Regions from separate parts of the Mus musculus genome. Here region 1 is linked to region 2. The links are chromatin contacts, called in public promoter capture Hi-C maps. All regions are on one chromosome and are shown on one strand. Each heading gives the region's core, a stretch centred on a gene start, on an enhancer-like site or on the middle of the called end of the contact. The rest is flanking DNA. Distances are from core to core; before and after follow the strand shown. Region 1 holds the start of Galnt3 (polypeptide N-acetylgalactosaminyltransferase 3). Region 2 has its middle 53 kb from the start of Csrnp3.

The links. Promoter capture Hi-C pulls out the DNA fragments that hold promoters and counts their contacts.
Region 1: a contact with region 2 is called in a promoter capture Hi-C map of hippocampal neurons, with 4 times the contacts expected there. The contact joins the promoter of Galnt3 here to the enhancer-like site in region 2. A contact is called at or near these places in 5 of 39 promoter capture datasets (cranial neural crest, embryonic stem cells, hippocampal neurons and 1 more), 1 of 484 Hi-C or Micro-C datasets (cortical neurons) and 6 of 115 datasets of contacts at active chromatin or transcription factors (embryonic basal ganglia, embryonic forebrain, embryonic midbrain and 3 more).

The regions. Positions count from the first base shown.
Region 1 is chr2:66,123,502-66,126,546 of GRCm38.p6, forward strand. Galnt3 (polypeptide N-acetylgalactosaminyltransferase 3) reads right to left here and starts at 1,292. Exons shown (of 11, transcript NM_015736.2): 1 at 1,023-1,292.
Region 2 is chr2:65,790,776-65,793,839 of GRCm38.p6, forward strand. No RefSeq gene overlaps it. Among named protein-coding and RNA genes, the nearest start is that of Csrnp3, 53 kb to the right of the region's middle. Within about 2 kb of position 1,701, at least 21 of the 459 cell types and tissues checked have an H3K27ac peak or open chromatin away from gene starts, as enhancers often do.

The DNA of each region.
Region 1 (3,045 bases), core at 42-2,541, 330 kb after region 2:
ACCAGAAACTCTCAAATTCAAATGTAACTTTCTGAATTTTTACAAAAGTATTTGAGTTCAGATGTACCTTAGGTAGTGTAACTTCAATATCAAGCCATAACTTAGAAACATTTTCTTAAAAAGAAAAAAAAATCAGAAAGGGGAGGAAGGTAACTTGATGGAGTTCCCAAAACAGAAGGAAGGAATTAAGTATTAAGTCTATGCTAAGAGTAGTTTCAACCTTAATTCATAGGCTTTCGAAAATCCTAATTAGGTAGACAGGAATTTGGGCTTGGCACTTCCAGGTTCAGACGTGGCAGGATGCTGAAACAAAGTTGGTTTTTTTTTTTTTTTTTTTTTTTTTGAACCTTTGAGTCATATGCCACAGGCACACCAGATCCGAGATACATTGGTCCTTAAGTCAACAGGTCCTCTAAGAGGAGGCAGCTGGTGAACCACAGTTCCATTTCCTCCTGCCACAAAGACCTGGACTCTGCCACCTTCAACCGGAAAGTGGGCGCAGCTCTGGCTCGGGGAGGGCACCCGGAAAAGTGCAGTGCGCGGGATGCCCAGGTCCCGACCACCGAGCGCCTTCCAAACCAGTCGGCAAGCTTCGTGATGGCTCTGGCTGCCGCCGTTTTCCAATCTAGGACTGTCTGGGCTTAGCGGGGAAAGTTGCCCGGCACAACCACAGCCCTCCCCGTAGCGGGTTTGGCCCACTCGGTACCCGGGAGTGGGCAGGCAACCTGCTAGCCCAAGTTGGCAAGCCTTGAGCAGCGCCTCCGCCAGAGACCCGCCCTCCCGAGGACTATCAGGGGGCCCAGGGGTACCAGGGGGACTTTCTGCCCCGGTGAGGCTCTGGGGCTGCCGAGGGGACCCGGCGACAGGAGTGATCGGTATCCCCGCCGGCCTCTCCCGAGGGGGAGCAACTGAAACCCGCTCTCGAGACCGCGTCCAACCGGCCGCGGGCAGCTCCGGGGCCGTCCCGCACGCTGTCCCCTTGCTGGGACTGCGGGAGCCCGGTCGGCTGGACGCCGGCTTACCTGGCAGGTGGGCAGGGCAGGCGGCGGGAAGCGGCGGCCGGCCGGGGCTCTGTCCGCGGGGGTCCAGAGCCAAGTGCAGGTGGCGACGCCGGCGACTCGGGTGGCCGTGGCTCTCGTGGCCGCTCGGCTCAACTCCTCCTCCGCCGCCGCTTCCTGCCTTCCCGCCGGGCCTCCCGCGTTGCCAAGCGAGGCCACGCCGAGGCTCCTCTTCCTCTGCGAGTCTCCCAGGTGAGCTCCCGCCGGCGACGTCGGCAGGGGCGAGGCCGGATCCCGCGCCTGCGCGCCAGCCCCGCGCCCCGCCCCGGTCCTACCTGAGCGCTCCAGGTGAGCCGCGGGCCGGCCGGGCGCGCGCCAAGCAAACTCCTCCGCCGCCCGCGCGCTGCCCGCCCGCCAGCCCTCCGCAGTGCCGAGCCTGCGCTGCCCCGCGCCGCGGCCACCTGGTACCCAGAGCCCACTGGCAGGGACGCTGAGAAATCTGAGCCGCACTTCCCCCTACCCCTAACCCCACGCGGTTCCTCTTCCTCTCCGGGTGGTCCAAACCCAGGGGTGCGGCGTTCCCCGGGACCCCTGGGAGACCGTGCTGCTTTCCTCCCGAGGCTCAGCAGCTTTGTCACCAGTTAGGTTGGTGAGCTTCCTTCCCCTGTAGCCTTGATTTCATCACTCCTCTCACTTGAGCGCAGCGAGTGGTTTCCGTTTCTGGCCGCCGGCGCTAGGGTAGGGAAGCCTCAGGTCCCAAGGAGGCGACTCCCTTTTTCAAAGTAGAGCTTCTGGTATTTTGGTCAAGTTTCAGTTGATTTGGGGTCCACCGTCACCCCTTCCTGGGTTGCTATCTATTGCAAGACCAACCAATCAATATCCACAGGAGAGGGATAGCAGCGCCCTCGGGGAGAACCCCTCTGCCAGGGTTTGGGCAGAGTTTGTGGTTTCCTGGAAAGGAATTGTTTTCACTGAAGAGTAGATTAAAAGCCAACATCTGTTCTGCAAGGTGAGAACCTACACTCTTAAACATGTTAGGCTTTGCCAGTGTGTTTGAGACACTTACACCGTGCCCCCCCACCCCTTCCACTATGCCTTCTGTTCTGGAGACGTTGACACTCAAAACCAGGACTTCAAATTGCTTTTACACATTTCTATGAACTTTTTATTTGACTATTCTCAAAAGTATTCAGGGAAGTGGAAAAACAGCTAAAGACTCTGGGCGACCTGTTTGATTCCGCAGTGATGAGTTTTCCTATAAAGAATGATGGAAGCCTTCCTCCCACATTTTGACACTCACGGTGTTTATTTCCTAACTTATGAGTTTTATATGTGAACTGGAACTAAGTTTTAAAATCTTAGTACATTATCAACAGGTGTTAGTTTTACTTGGCTTATGTGCAACATTTGTTGTAGTATAGTTTCACTTCATATAGCTTCATATAGTTCGGCAACTTAGGTAACTTTTTTTTTTCTTTTGCTTATTTCCAATTGTTTTGTAGGCATCCAGGAACTTTTGTATGACATTTTAGCATTATCATTTAAAAGTTCCTTCTTCCTCTTTCCCCTGAAAATAAAGATTTAAGAGGCACGTGTATATTGTGTATATTACCATAATAACTATCTACTGTGTATCTGTGGGCCGAAAACTAAAAACATTAATTTCCAAAACTCATTTTAATTTTTTGGTTCTGCAACGTCTTTTTGCTGCTTGTGTTTAAATGGAGAGAGATTAGTGCTCATCTTTGGGGGGATTTGGAGGAAATGTTAAGTGTATAAACCACAACATCCCTCTTCCCTTCCTGTGCACTGCCCACCCTAAAGGATGCGTGGAGCCGAAGATGGTCAGTTCTTACTCCTCACCGGGAGGCTAACAGTGACGGTTTCCACTGACAGGAGCAGGGTCAGAACAGGACGGCAGTATAGGATCGCAGGTGGAGGTGCACTGATGACTAGTCATAGCAGAAAACAACTGGGAAGGGCAGCTAGGGAAGGCTTACCAAAAGAGAATGAGAGAAAATAGGCCCCAAGTTGCAAGATGAGTGGC
Region 2 (3,064 bases), core at 451-2,950:
CAGTCCATGGCTGGAGCACAGGAAGGCCTTTGAGAGGGAGGTTAGGCAGCTCTTTAGGGAAATGCCTATCCCATCGTTCAAGCTTGGTGGGCCTTGATGAGGGTGGGCCTTGATGAACAGAGACCGTCTATGGTTTTAGAGCTTTATTGTAGAAAAGCAGGGAGGAAGAGAGAAGGTAGAAAAAGGGAGAGAGGCCAACCATGGCCACATGGGGGGGGGGGGAACGGTGAGAGAGATTGAAGGAGAGCTAGAGAGAATAGTAAGAAGGGTGAGAGCTTAAAGAGAGAAAGGAGGGGCCAAGCAACTCCTTTTATAGTGGGCTAGTCTATTACATAACTGTGGGGAGGAGCATACCTGGCTATAGTCTGGTAACTGTGTGGGTGGAGTCTAGCCAGAATGCCAGATGCTTGGGACATTGTCTGTGTGACTTATAGTCACAGAATTATGGAGTTGGGGGCTCTGTGGTGTCAGGCACTTGACTCTAGGAATGTGGATCCCTTTTCTGTCCCTTGTAGAGTTTTCTACTGGGTCGCTGAAGCAAGCCTCATTCAACCAATATAGGTTGCCTATCATGCTCCACAAGGGGGTGGGTCGTACAGCCAATTCTTAAAAGTGTCTACTTACCCCCTGTACTGGCTGGTGTGTCAACTTGACACAGCTGGAGTTATCACAGAGAAAGGAGCCTCAATTTAGAAAATGCCTCCATGAGATCCAGCTGTAAGGCATTTTCTCAATTAGTGATCAAGGGGGGAGGGCCCATTGTGGGTGGTGCCATCCCTGGAGTGGTAGTTTTGGGTTCTATAAGAGAGCAAGCTGAGCAAGCTAGAGAAAGCAAGCCAGTAAGTAGCACCCCTCCATGGCCTCTGCATCAGCTCCTGCTTTCTAACCTGCTTGAGTTCCAGTCCTGACTTTCTTTGGTGATGAACAGTAATGTAGACGTGGAAGCTGAATGAACACTTTCCTTCACAACTTGCTTCTTGTTCATGATGTTGGTGCAGGAATAGAAACCCTAAGACACCCCCATAACATTTATGCCACTATTGTAATAAGTACTGGTCACAGGGTTTGTACCTGGGTGATATTGATGGTTAACCACACAGGACAGTAACAGAAATTGCCTTCCCTCTTCTATGAGGTGGGAAGGTCCTTTCCACAATGTTTTTCCTCTACTGGGGCCTGTATTTATTTGTTAAGTCTTTGAAATTTGGAGCATCATTGTAAAAATCCAAATGTTACAATGAACTAAAAATAATTCCTCAGAAAAACTTCTCAGTCTTCTTGAAAAATATTTTTTGCTGTGTCTTAGCTAGATATTTAAAATTATTTTTGTCCAATTCCTCAAAGACTTAACCCCAGAATTAGCATATGACTCATCAAATGTAGCTCCAGGTATACACCTAAGAGAAAAAGATACATATGTCCTCACAGAAATTTGTGGGTAGATATTCAAATAAACATTGTCTATAACAGGAAACAAGTAGAAAGAATACAAAAGCCCATGTGTGGATAGATAAATTCAAGCACATAAATACAGCGGGCTATTGTTCTCCCATTGACAATAATGAAGTATTGATGCAGATTAAAACTATATGGGCCTCAAAGACATCAAAATGAGAGAAGAAAGAGAAAGACCAAACCCCGTGGGCTGTGCAATCCATTTGATATGCTATATCTAGAATATGTAGGTGAAGAGAAAGAATGGGAAGGCAGAAAAGAAGGTTGCTAGTGGTTGGTGTTTATAGAGGGACGAAAACTAGATTACAGAGCTGGTGGTTAAGTAACACTGAAAATATACCAATAGCCTTCCAACTAATTACTTTCGCTTTTGAATTTCAAAAACCTCAATGAAATTTTATAAAAAACAATTTGGTAAGCATTATTCAGCCTTTTCCACTAGAGGGTGCTGTTTCCATTATGAAGTGTGTGAAGTTTATTATTTGGAGTGGAAAGGCTTTTATATTTGCAAATAACCCCCCCAACACACACATACACACACGACAGTTATTTTGCATCTGTTTTAGGTATGTACAATGGAAGCAAACATAAAGTTTAGTAATGACTAAAAGAAATTGTGTTACATTTGAATGTCTCTTAAGAGGGAGTTTGTGAAATGACTGTCTTGTCAATATTTTTCTCCTTGAACATAAATGTCATGGTTGCAAAGTGAAGCCAGCATAAACAAACCACAAAACTAAAGAAATGGTTGATGGAAGCAGTTCAAAGTCTCCAGTGAGACAGAATAGGGAACTGTCCAAGCTCTCACATCTTCAGGGAATTTCAAGTATTTTTTCATGACCACTGCAATTGATGGACCCCTGAAAGCATATTTTTCACATGTAGAATAAAATAATCTCTTCAAATTAAAATGACTTCATTAAAGTTCTCTGTGAAAGATGGGTTTCGTAGTTCTATAGCGAATGGAATAATTAGACCATCCTGTCCTTGAATCTCTATGGCCAGTGGCTTAAGGACAATGTAGGGCCTGCCATGTATTCACCAGTGTGGATTTCTTTCCAGCTCCAAAACCACAAAATACACAACTCTTTATGCAATGAGAATGCCCTCAGCCAAAGCAAAATCAAAAGGCAGAAGAGAAAGTCAGTCAGGGAAAACAGAGGCTCCAGAGCAAATTGGAATCAAAGCACTGCGATTAAAGCTTGTAATTACAGAACTGTAAAAACGAGTCTGCCTTCTATATAAAGCCAGCCCTCCCCATCTTCCCAAACATGGAACTGGGTGGGGAAAGGGGGAAGCCTTTGAATTGCAAAGACCACACTGTGAAGAAAACCAGAAAGTGCTGGCTACTGGATCGTCTAGGAACCAGGAAGCAGCATTTCAACAGAATAGAATAATTTGGAAATACTTAAGAAACTATTCTCAGTAAATAATGTAAATGATATGTCTCCTTCTTAAGTTGCTTCAGTTTCTCCATTGTAAAAATAAACCACTACTGTGAAGGTTGGAATATATTGTCGCCCACAGACTCATGGGTGTAAGAGGAAGTGGCTCACTCCCAGCATGGCCTGGAAAGATGTCTTGTATCTGTAGACACTTTGCTGCACCC